Regions from separate parts of the Mus musculus genome. Here region 1 is linked to region 2. Evidence: chromatin contacts called from public HiChIP or PLAC-seq data. All regions are on one chromosome and are shown on one strand. Each heading gives the region's core, a stretch centred on a gene start, on an enhancer-like site or on the middle of the called end of the contact. The rest is flanking DNA. Distances are from core to core; before and after follow the strand shown. Region 1 has its middle 44 kb from the start of Adgrf1. Region 2 has its middle 25 kb from the start of Tnfrsf21.

What was found. HiChIP or PLAC-seq counts read pairs in DNA pulled down with a chosen protein or histone mark.
Region 1: a contact with region 2 is called in an HNF4G HiChIP or PLAC-seq map of pancreatic cancer cells. The contact joins two enhancer-like sites. A contact is called at or near these places in 1 of 15 datasets of contacts at CTCF or cohesin (large pre-B cells), 26 of 484 Hi-C or Micro-C datasets (the C2C12 cell line, the HPC-7 cell line, bone marrow-derived macrophages and 11 more) and 11 of 115 datasets of contacts at active chromatin or transcription factors (SST interneurons, embryonic basal ganglia, embryonic limb bud and 6 more).

Annotation. Positions count from the first base shown.
Region 1 is chr17:43,223,953-43,229,172 of GRCm38.p6, reverse strand. No RefSeq gene overlaps it. Among named protein-coding and RNA genes, the nearest start is that of Adgrf1, 44 kb to the left of the region's middle. Within about 2 kb of position 2,837, at least 7 of the 459 cell types and tissues checked have an H3K27ac peak or open chromatin away from gene starts, as enhancers often do. A contact at or near this core is called in pancreatic cancer cells, where this site is marked.
Region 2 is chr17:42,988,525-42,993,970 of GRCm38.p6, reverse strand. No RefSeq gene overlaps it. Among named protein-coding and RNA genes, the nearest start is that of Tnfrsf21, 25 kb to the left of the region's middle. Within about 2 kb of position 3,745, at least 51 of the 459 cell types and tissues checked have an H3K27ac peak or open chromatin away from gene starts, as enhancers often do. A contact at or near this core is called in pancreatic cancer cells, where this site is marked.

The sequences.
Region 1 (5,220 bases), core at 1,588-4,087, 240 kb before region 2:
TTTTATAGTGTAGGGAGTTATGCCTCCCCTGTGCCCACTTGAATACCTGATGTCTTCAGACCAGGCTTAGAAAGTTACAGGTTTTTCTGAATTGAGAAAGCCCAAACACAGACCTTGAGAAAGTGCCCTTCCTTTGTAGCTGAAGATGCTTTCAACAGTCACTGAGCTAGGACCACGGAACAGGGACAACTGTAAATCTCCAGATTGCTGCATGCTGTCCTCAAGGGTCTTTCTGTCTAGCAAGGGACACAAACAACAAACAAGTGGTTACAACACAGTGAAATAAACATCATCTGTGTTTGAGACAGGTGTCACATGCTTAGGACCTGATTAAAGGAGATGGGGTTCTGGGCTTTGTTGCAACAGCCTGCATCCTTCATCACTTGACATCTCTAGATGCCAAGCTGACTTGTCTGGAACAAACTGTCTTCCAGTTCCTCTTCCCCATCATATCACATGACTTCTGCCTCTCCAATGATCCTAAGGAAGACTCATGAATTATGCTTTAAGATGCCATGAGATGAACCCTAACCAGATCCCAGGCTCATAAGGTATGAAGAACGATATATTTAAGTCTTCATTCATCATGTGTGTATCTTTTCCAAACATGTTTCTAATTTTTATTGATTTTTTTTAATGTGGTTTGAGAATGTCTGGTCTTCTCATTATAAAATTGTGCCTGCTTTAAAAACATGGCAATCGTCAACCACCCCAGCCACATCGGGATCTGTCCTGGGCTTACCGTTAAAAGAACCAAGTCCTGGAGAAACCCTCATTCAGAGTGAACTGCTACAATGGCTCTGAGCTGCATTCTTCATTACACAGGGCATAGGGGGGAAAAAAAAGAAGGGCAAATCGTGCGGAAAACAGTTGCTCCACAAGGCCCAAGGTGCTTCCTGGATCTGAAGAGGAAACCTGTAATAATTAATAAACACAAACACCCTTGTGAATGATGACAAAGTTATGTACAAGAAAACAAGTACCACACACACTGAAGTTACCCAGAGTGACTCGGATGTGTGTTTTTCTGGGAAAACGCAGAGGCTGATAGCATGGGCTCTGGTGTAAGATATGCGGTCTCCAGTCAATCACTTATCGCTTATATTGCTGCGTGACTGGTCAGTTGCATAATCTGTAAATTAATTTCCTTTGCTGTAAAACTGTAATGCACCTACTTTGAAGTGTTCTCTCCTTTAATGCTCTGGGGAGATGGATGGCTCAGTGGGTAAAGCCCTCGCTGGGTAAGCTGAGGACCTGAGTTCAGATCCCAGCACCCCATGTGAAAGCCAGACACAGTGACAAGTACCTGTAATTTCAGTGATGGCAAGGTGGAGACAAGAGGGTTCCCAGTACTTACTTAGCCGCTACTCTAGCTGAAGCAAAGAGCTCCGAGTTCATTGAACAACCCCCTGTCTGGAAAAATAAAGAGGAGGCATGGAAAGAAGACTCAGAGGGTAAAGGGTGCTTGCCACAAAAGCCTAACTTCCTGAGCGCAACCCTCAGAACCACATTAATGTGAGCAGAGAAACTCAATCCCACAGAGTTGTGATCTAACGTCCACACACATGCTATAGTATTGTATCATAAAGACATCACACATATATACACATCATATACCCTCATGCTAATGATGAGGATGATGAACACAGCTTTTTAAAATGAGGTAGAGATTGTGGAAAAATAAGACATCAAACATCAAAACTCTCTCTCTCTCTCTCTCTCTCTCTCTCTCTCTCACACACACACACACACACACACACACACACACACACACACACACACGTTAGAGACAGAGACAAAAAAAATCCATCACTGTACACGTACTATAGAGAATACTCGTTGATATCATTGGCTATGAAAAGAAGAACAGGAGAAGGAGGAGGAGGAGGAAGAGAAGAGGAGGAGGAGGAGGAAGAGGGGGGGAGGAGGAAAAGGAAGAGGCAAACAACTTGGCATTGCTTGCCTGGGTTGTCGCTGGCAATAAAGACAGTGAGGAGACATGAAGCAACAAACAAAGTTGCGTGCAATTTGAAGAATGCATGGTCTAGAAGCTCTTCCTGTGAGTGCTCCTCCAGCACTGTCCATCCTCTTCGCTACCCCCTGAAGGCTGGTCTACGTGGCCATGGACAATAGCTGTTTGGCCTTCCATATTCTAGGTGGATTTGGCTCAAACTAACTGGCTACATTTCTCCACTAATGAGTATTTCTGGGGGGTCCTTTCTTGTCTTCTGATTCTGGGGAGCACCCTCTGACCTCCTGAGTTTAAAATACCGACAGTTGCTATGCATTGTGTGACCCACCTTGGGGTTCTCTGCCGTTCTTTGGAGACCCTAGCACACATTTGCAAGTTATCCCTCTGGAAGTCTCTTGCAGTTACTCAGCTGAAACTGCCTTTTGGATAGTGTGGAACTTTGACAGACACAGAGAAAATGGGCTTCAGGGTCAGTGGTCCTAGGACAAACATTTGGAAAACGGCTCTAGACAGGCCGCATCAGAAACACTGAGAGAGCTGCTGAGAAATACAGACCTCTGATTCCAGGGGTGGCCGGCTGAGTCTCAGAACACATGGAAATCTGTAGCTAATAGTTCCCCCTGCTGACACACACCAGTGCAATTCGGAAAGCGCTCCCCTGTTAGTTACCATGGGGGTCTCTGCCTTGGCAGAGTTTTTGGTTCTTCCATTTTTGTTGGGCCTTGGTTTCACTTTGAAATAAAACAATTCAATTCACCCAAGCAGTATATATGTTCCAAGAAAGACACCCTACCTGGGTTGTTTGCTTCGGGTCTAAATGTCCCTGGCACGTTGTTGGCACTTAGTAAACATTTCTGGAGCTGTTACTGAATGACTAACTTGATAGGAATGATCAGAGTAGCGTGCAGGGCTTAAATGAGATCAAGGGTGAGACCTTGAGGCTGGTATTGCTAAGCTAATTATTTGATTAAGATGCAAACAGAAGAGATCTTACTGAGGATGGTGAGTTCACCAAAGGTGAGCTCTCGCACAGTTTTGGCCTAGCGGTTCTGAATGTGTCCTCTCTCGGTCCTTCAGAAATCAGTCCATGCTAAAAGTCAAGATGCTATTGTAGATGTCAGTCTGGCAATGGTCAGAAACTCTCTGGTTCTTTTTTTTTTTTTTTTTCCTGAATTTGACCATGGAATTTTCTTTTTTTTTTCCCCATTTTTTTATTAGCTCATTTACATTTCCAATGCTATACCAAAAGTCCCCTATACGCACCCACCCCCACTCCCCTACCCACCCACGCCCCCTTTTTGGCCCTGGCGTTCCCCTGTACTGGGGCATATAAAGTTTGCAAGTCCAATGGGCCTCTCTTTGCAGTGATGGCCGACTAGGCCATCTTTTGATACATATGCAGCTAGAGACAAGAGGTTCTTTTTAAACATTATTTTCACTATTTTAACTGTGTGTGTGTGTGTGTGTGTGTGTGTGTGTTTGTGCATGTGTGTGTGTGTGTGTGTGTGTGTGTGTGTTTGGGTGCACAGAGGCCAGAAGAGAATGTCAGTGACCCAGCTCTGTCACTCTATGTGAGTTCTCCTGTGGCAGGTTCTCTCCTTGGCTATAAGGCTTGTGTTGTCTTGGCTAGGTTGGGAGCTGGGAAGCCCCAGTTACCCTCCTGTTAAGTCTCAAACCCTGGGGGACAAATGGCTGAGGTGCCTATGGAACGAATCAAAGCATCTTCCCAGCATTCCTCAGTCCCTGCCTGTTACAGAGTGTGGCTGCCATACTCTGTCCTTTCCCCACAGCACCAGTACCTGCACCACCAGGGTAGGGCTGTCCTTCCCCCCAAAGGCTCGTCCCTATATAATCCAGCCATTTTGGCTACTCTTTCCTTGTTTACCTCTTGTCCTTTTTGCTGCTCCACCTGATTCCCCTTTCTAACTTCTCCTGTCCCTTCCCCTTCTGCTCAAATGGGTGAGGATTGTGTTCACTCTGGACTCTCCCAGCTCGCTCTCGCTCTCTCTCTCTCTCTCTCTCTCTCTCTCTCTCTCTCTCTCTCTCTCTCTCTCTCTGCCTCTGGCTGTGCTCTCCCTTTTATCTACAATAAACTTTCTTCCCTATCATACCTAGGATCAGCCATGTTCTTCCTTCATTTTTATTTTATTTTATTTTATTTTATTTTATTTTATTTTCATCCACCTCCTTTTCCTGTTCCTCTGGGACCTGGGGTTGTGAGTATGTGACACACCTAGCTGGCTACACAGGTGCTCGGATAGGAACTCTTAAGTGATGACTCATCTCAGAAGCCAAGATCTTGTTATGTAACCCAGAATGGCCTCCAATTCCTAATCCCTCACATTTGTCTCACTGGGGTTACAAGCATGTGCCTGTGAGCCCCTACTCTAAAATATAGCAGTGGGGGAGCTTATATGAGAGAACTCATCTCAGTTAGAGAAATGGCATGAAATTAAAAAAAAAAAACTCCTAGGAATCTGCAATAAACTAATTTGTTAGATGTCTAAAAAATGTTTTCCAAGATTTGAAGAAAAGAGTAGGATATGTGGGCTAGTCAACTCAGAAAATGAATCTGAGGACTGATCAGAACTACTGAACACTTAGCGCTCCCAACCAAGGGCACCTAGAATAGACGAAGGCATAAAGGTGGCTTGTGGTGCCCTTCTGAGGGAGTGGCAGAATTGCCAAGACATAAAGAATAGTTTGCAAAGGTGGCTTGTGGTGCCCTTCTGAGGGAGTGGCAGAATTGCCAGATCTTGCAATCTCTAAAATTAGCCTGCCTGACTAAATGTATTTGAACTCCTGCCCCAGGCCAGGGAGATGACCATGAGTGTTCTCAAGTTTCCTAATCATTTTAGAACTCGGAAACAGAAACACTGTTTCTCCCAACTCCCCTTCACAGATGGCAGAGAGTGGCCCATAGGTTTGCATTAGGCATGGCCCTCTTTCAAAGCTCTGCAATGTCCCAGAGCAGTGAAGCTGTCTGCTCTCTAAAAGAAAAGCAGAGAAGAAACTTCCGTGTTTTTATAAAACATTAAGTTGGGCCTTCTGCAAGATAGCAAGGGTATGGATCTGCACTCAAAACATCTCACACTGAGATAGAACCCTAAAATGCTAATTTATCCTCAAACAAGAACTCCAGGATAAGCTTCTTAATAGTATCTTTTGGTATGGAGGTCTGCCCCACCTTTGTTGAGTGGATATTTGGATCTCTGTTGTTGTCCCAATATGTCAGGTTTGGACTGGCT
Region 2 (5,446 bases), core at 2,496-4,995:
TGCCCTATAGAGTGAGTTCCAGGATAACCAGAGCTAAAAAAAAAAAAAAGAAAAAGAAAAAGAAATCCTGTCTTAAAACAGCCACATACACCTCCAAACAAATATACTATTTGGCTATTTGGGATAGAAAAAAATACAACAATAAAAGCAAGCAATCTAATTTAAGAATAAGCAAAGGATTTGAACACATATTTTCCAAAAGAATATGAGCAAATATTGGGCAGAAGTTATATATTCTATCCTAAACAATCTAGTAGTTCTATTTTTAAAAGTAAAGTGAAATTAATTTTAATTAACATACTTATTAATGTTTGTGTATGTGGAGGCCTGAGGTTCACATCTGGATGTCTTCCCAAAGTGTTTCTCCACCTTGTGAAAGTGATTTTATTTCATTCATTTTTTTGCATTTTATTTAATTAAAGAAATTAATTTAGTTAAGGAATCATTTTTATTTAATGCAATATATGCACATTGCTAGTTTAACATATAATTAACATGGTAAAACTATGAGATTGCCTATTTTTATATAACTTATTTATTTTTATTGTATGTACATTGGTGTTTTTGCCTGCATGTGTGAAGGAGTTGGATCCCCTGGAACAGAAGTTGCAGACAGTTGTGAGCTGCCATGTAGGTGCTGGGAAATGAACCTGGGTCCTCTGGAAGAACAGCCAGTGCTCTTAACTGCTGAGCCATCTGTGCAGCCTGTCTACTTTATTTTTTTTTTAGCATGTTTTACTTATTCTTCACACAGCAAACTTTCAAGTTCTCAATACCCAATTTTGCTGTCAAGATGACTCATGGGGCAAAGGCATCTTCCAGTAATGCTGAGAGACTGAGTTTGATAGCCAGGACCCATGTGGTGGAAAGACAGAATTGACTCCCAAACGTTGTACACACACAGAGAGAGACACAGACAAAGTCAACACCCATATTGGTTAAGAACACTAATACCCACAGTATAGTAATATTCCCTCAAGGATATTATTTAGGTTTGATAAACAATCCCCCATTAGCAGTAAAGTCCCTAAAGGCAGAGACTGCATACAAACTTTGTCATTCATGTATTCTAAGCATCTAGCATGGGCAGCCAGACTGTCAGCTTGTTGAGTGCTCTGGTATGTTGATCTTTTTTTTTTTTTTTTTTACTTTGAGGTGTTTGCCTTGTGACTTCCATCTGCCCTGACTGCTCATAAAAATCTCTTGAGTGTCTTTCCCAGAAGGGAGTGTCACTGGAATCCTCCGTAGTATTAATATGTTTTTATTTTTTATTTTTTCTGAGTGGAGAGTTCAATAACAAGGACTTGCTTCATTTGCCAATCCCCATGGTTTGAGTTGTCTCATGACTGTGAGGTCAAGCTACCCGCCATGATATCTGCTCTGGAATGGAGAAGAGATTTACCCAGATGGAAGATAGTTCTAGCCTGAGCCAGCCCCAGTGCAGAGGATTTGCCAAAGCAGCTGGCAAATTGGACAAAGTTAGCCTAGGTAACTTTCAATATGTTTCAACAACACTGCCTTAATTAATCATGATAAATGTTCAAAGGGGGTATTATTACCATTTACAGCTGTGGAGAATAAAACCGAGGGCGCATAGGATAATTAAAGTTACTTGCTAATACGTGGAATTATACGTTGGCTAAATTAATGGCCAACCCCTTTTCTCCTTTTCAACTCCCTCCTTGTGTATTGATTGGGTCATCCGTACGTGGTCTTAGCAAGAGTCTCATTATTTCACCTGGAGTAGGATTCTGTACTATCTCCCTCAAAAACGTTTTCCACGGATGTATTCACACACATGCTAGGCTCCTCACCCATGATTCCTAGCCCTCTACTTCCTGCTCCTGAGAACTGTGTACGTTCTTCTGACTACAGAGAGCAGAAGCCTCATGGGTACGAGGATGGGAAACTACCCGTGGGAATTCAAATGTTTGCACAGTTGCTGTGGTTCTGGGGCATTCCTCTGCCTACAGGGCTCACAGGATGTGAGAACAGACAATAACCACTGTGCCTAGGGCTGGGGAAGGACATTTCCTTCCCAGGAGTCTCCGCTGTAGCCAAGGCTGAGTCCGCCGGGGAGATGCTGCCAGGGAAAAAGAAAGAACGCAGAATTGGTAGGTAGGAAAGCAAGAGCAATTTTGTGAAGCAAGGTTCGGTCTTTAAAACTCACAGCTACCCCACTTGCCTTTAGGATATAAAGTCATCTTTAGCTGTTCTCTGCCACCTGCGTCCACAGTGCCAATCATTGCTCTTCCCTTCTCTCCACTGTAGAGTCAGAAACAGTGGCTCCTGCCAGTTATCCAGTGGTACAATGAGGTCTGTGATTTACACACGTGTCCCTCCTTCTCCCTAAGGTTCTATCATTATCCCTATTTTAATTTTGAAAACGGGACTAAAGCCTTTAAGTGATTCGACCCTCAACTACTATGTAGCAGCGCACAGCTGTGAACCTGAGTCGACCTCACTCCACCACGCACAAACATCTCTGCTACACTCTCCCAGGATGGAGCAGCGAGTTCCACTCACTGGGCAGTCTCTCTTGGGCTTTTTCTCTGCCTCCCATTTCCACTGTTCCTTGTTTGCCTAGTCAGCTGATGCAATCTCAGCGTGCACACCAGGCAAGTGGCACCTGCAGTGTGGGAAGTCAGGTCATTAAGATTCTCTCCACCCGCTGTTCCCTTTGGTTAGACAAACAGCAGCTAATGAGGCTTGCTGACGTCAGTAACAGTCGCGCTGGGGAGGTGCGCTGCTCACTCACCCATTTCACAGATCATCTGGGCAAGCAGAGGACCCGGGAGCAGAGCTATTCAAAACAAATAGGAAGAAAAACCCAACTCTCTTCCCGTTCCGCTGAGCCTTAAACGCCTGCTCATCTCTGAGATAATGTTATCATTCTACTACTGTATGGGGAAAGGGCTATTTCAGGATTTTTCTAGAAGGGCAAATTATTTGAAGGGCTAGGTGTGTTTTCTCCCATGGTGTACTTCTCAAGACTTTTTTGATGTTCTCTTACATAGTAAATAATATATACCTTAATTTTTTAAACTTTCTGTTTATTTAGTGCTTGTGTGCACGTGCACATGCATATTTGCATACACCTGTGGCGGTCAAGAAAACAACTCGTGGGAGACAGTTTTCCCCTTCCACGGTGTGGATTTCAGGGATTGAGCTCAGGTCATCAGACTTGGCAGCAGATACCTTAAACTGCTCTGTCATCTCACTGGCCCGACAATAATGGATTCTTCAGCCTGAAAGGAACTTTGAGATATGTGTGTGTGTGTGTGTGTGTGTGTGTGTGTGTGTATACATCTGCATATACATATGCATATACGTATATATATTTGCAAAGAAATATAGTAGCACTGCACTTTAAAGGCAAGTGAAGATTTCCTTTCCAATTAGAACACACACACAAACACAAACACACACACACACACACACACACACACACACACACACACAAGCACACACACACACACAAACACACACACACACACACACTGCCATACTGCCCAGGGATCTGCAGAGATGAATGCTTGAATGCACAGTGTCATGTGGAAAATGGACCAATGATACAGCCTGTGACAGAGGAACGGTGTCAAATGGTTCTCTGGCTTCTGTGTCGAGGGAAGCCCCCCAACTTTGTGGTTAAGGAGGCCAGAGACAGGTTTCTACTTGTCTGTAGCGAGGCTGAATCACTTGGTGTTCAGCCTCCTTAATAATATGGCATGCGGGCTACAGTGATGACTCAGTGGCTAAGAGCACTGTCTGCTCTTCCAGAGTCTCTCTTGTACTCAATACCCATATGGTGACTCACAGCCATCTGTAACTCCAGTTCCCAGAGATCTGATGCCCTCTACTGGCCTCCTCAGGCACCTGCATGCAAGTGGTGCACAGACACCTGTAGGCAAACACCCATACCTATTTACAAATATGACCCTGAGGTAATGCATGTGCCATGTACTGATTGAGGCAAAAGATTTTTATTGAGCCTCTGCACATGCCCTATGCTAAGCCAAAGACTGAGCAGACAGACAAATGGACAATTCTTCCTTTTGTGAATAAACACCTTGGTTCAAAATGCAAAGAAAAAAATTATTCAAGTACAAGAGTATTGATTTTGCTACAAATAACCATACCCAGGGTATATGGTGTGTGGGGGGGGGGGGGAAGGCAGGGGGGTGGATGTCATCATTTAGAGACAGAAAAACAAGACACCTGGAAAAATAAAATCTAGACTCATAAATCTAGAAAATGTGACTGACCTAGATGTGACTCAGATTTCAGATACCAGCATGTAGTGCTGTGTTCAAACGTGGGGACATCCACTTCAACTTGCATCCCCTTAGTCAATAGGCTAGAGCTTAAACAGGACCATGGAGATAAATGGCCAGGTGACAGCAGGGTCTGTTCATAGCAGCCGACAATAGCGGAGGACTAGGTGGAGATGTGGTGCTCACCGCGAAGCTACTGCAGATCAAAACTATGTTTTGTCCCTCTCACTTGGTGAGGTAAGCAAAGTGGCGCCTCGCCGTCATCCTCCAGGCACCCTGGATGAGACAAGTAAAAAACTCCTCCCTCAGCTACTTGTTTTCTAAGATTTATTTATTATTATATCTAAGTACACTGTAGCTGTCTTCAGAGGGAGTCAGATCCCATGACAGATGGTTGTGAGCCACCATGTGGCTGCTGGGATTTGAACTCAGGACCTTTGGAAGAGCAGTCAGTGCTCTTAACCACTGAGCCATACTCTCCAGAGCTTCTCCCTCCCTCCCTCGGCTTCCAATTGCATCTTTGTAGTGAACAGCGGAAACTGGTTCAACATAGACCCATTGACTGAAGCTTTAGAACAGCGGAGCGAGTGAAGCCAGCAAACAAAAGGCTCAGACCATCAACTATCTCTGGCCTGGTTGTCCTTCATGCTGTTTCCTCTCTGTGCTACGACAGCACCAAACCCAGCCTAGAACATTCTAAAACTGACAAAAGCGAGAGGGACCGGAACACAAGTGAGAATTGGCATCTGCATCGCTTGCCAGAGGCTCCTACGTCACCTTCTTATAACCGCATCTTTTGTGCCCCAGCTTATTCACTAAGCACTTTCCTAAGTCTTGGAGAGTGCAAGCTGAGCAAGAGAAACAAGTTCTTGGGGACTTGAGGGATGGCTCATCTGTGAAGAGCACTGCTGCTCTTCCAAGGGACCCGAGTTTGGTTCCCAGCATTTACACTACATCGCCCACAACTGCCTGTAACCCAGTTCCAAAGAATTCATTAATCACTCCGTGGGCACCTGCACGCCTGCGGTGCGCAAACAGGTAAGCAGGCACACATGCACAGAGAGAGGGAGGAGAACGAGGAAGAGGAGGAGGAGGAGGGAGGGAAGGAGGGAGAAGGAGGGGTTGCTTTGATGCGCAGCTTGAAGAGAAATCACAAACACAGGGAACCACCT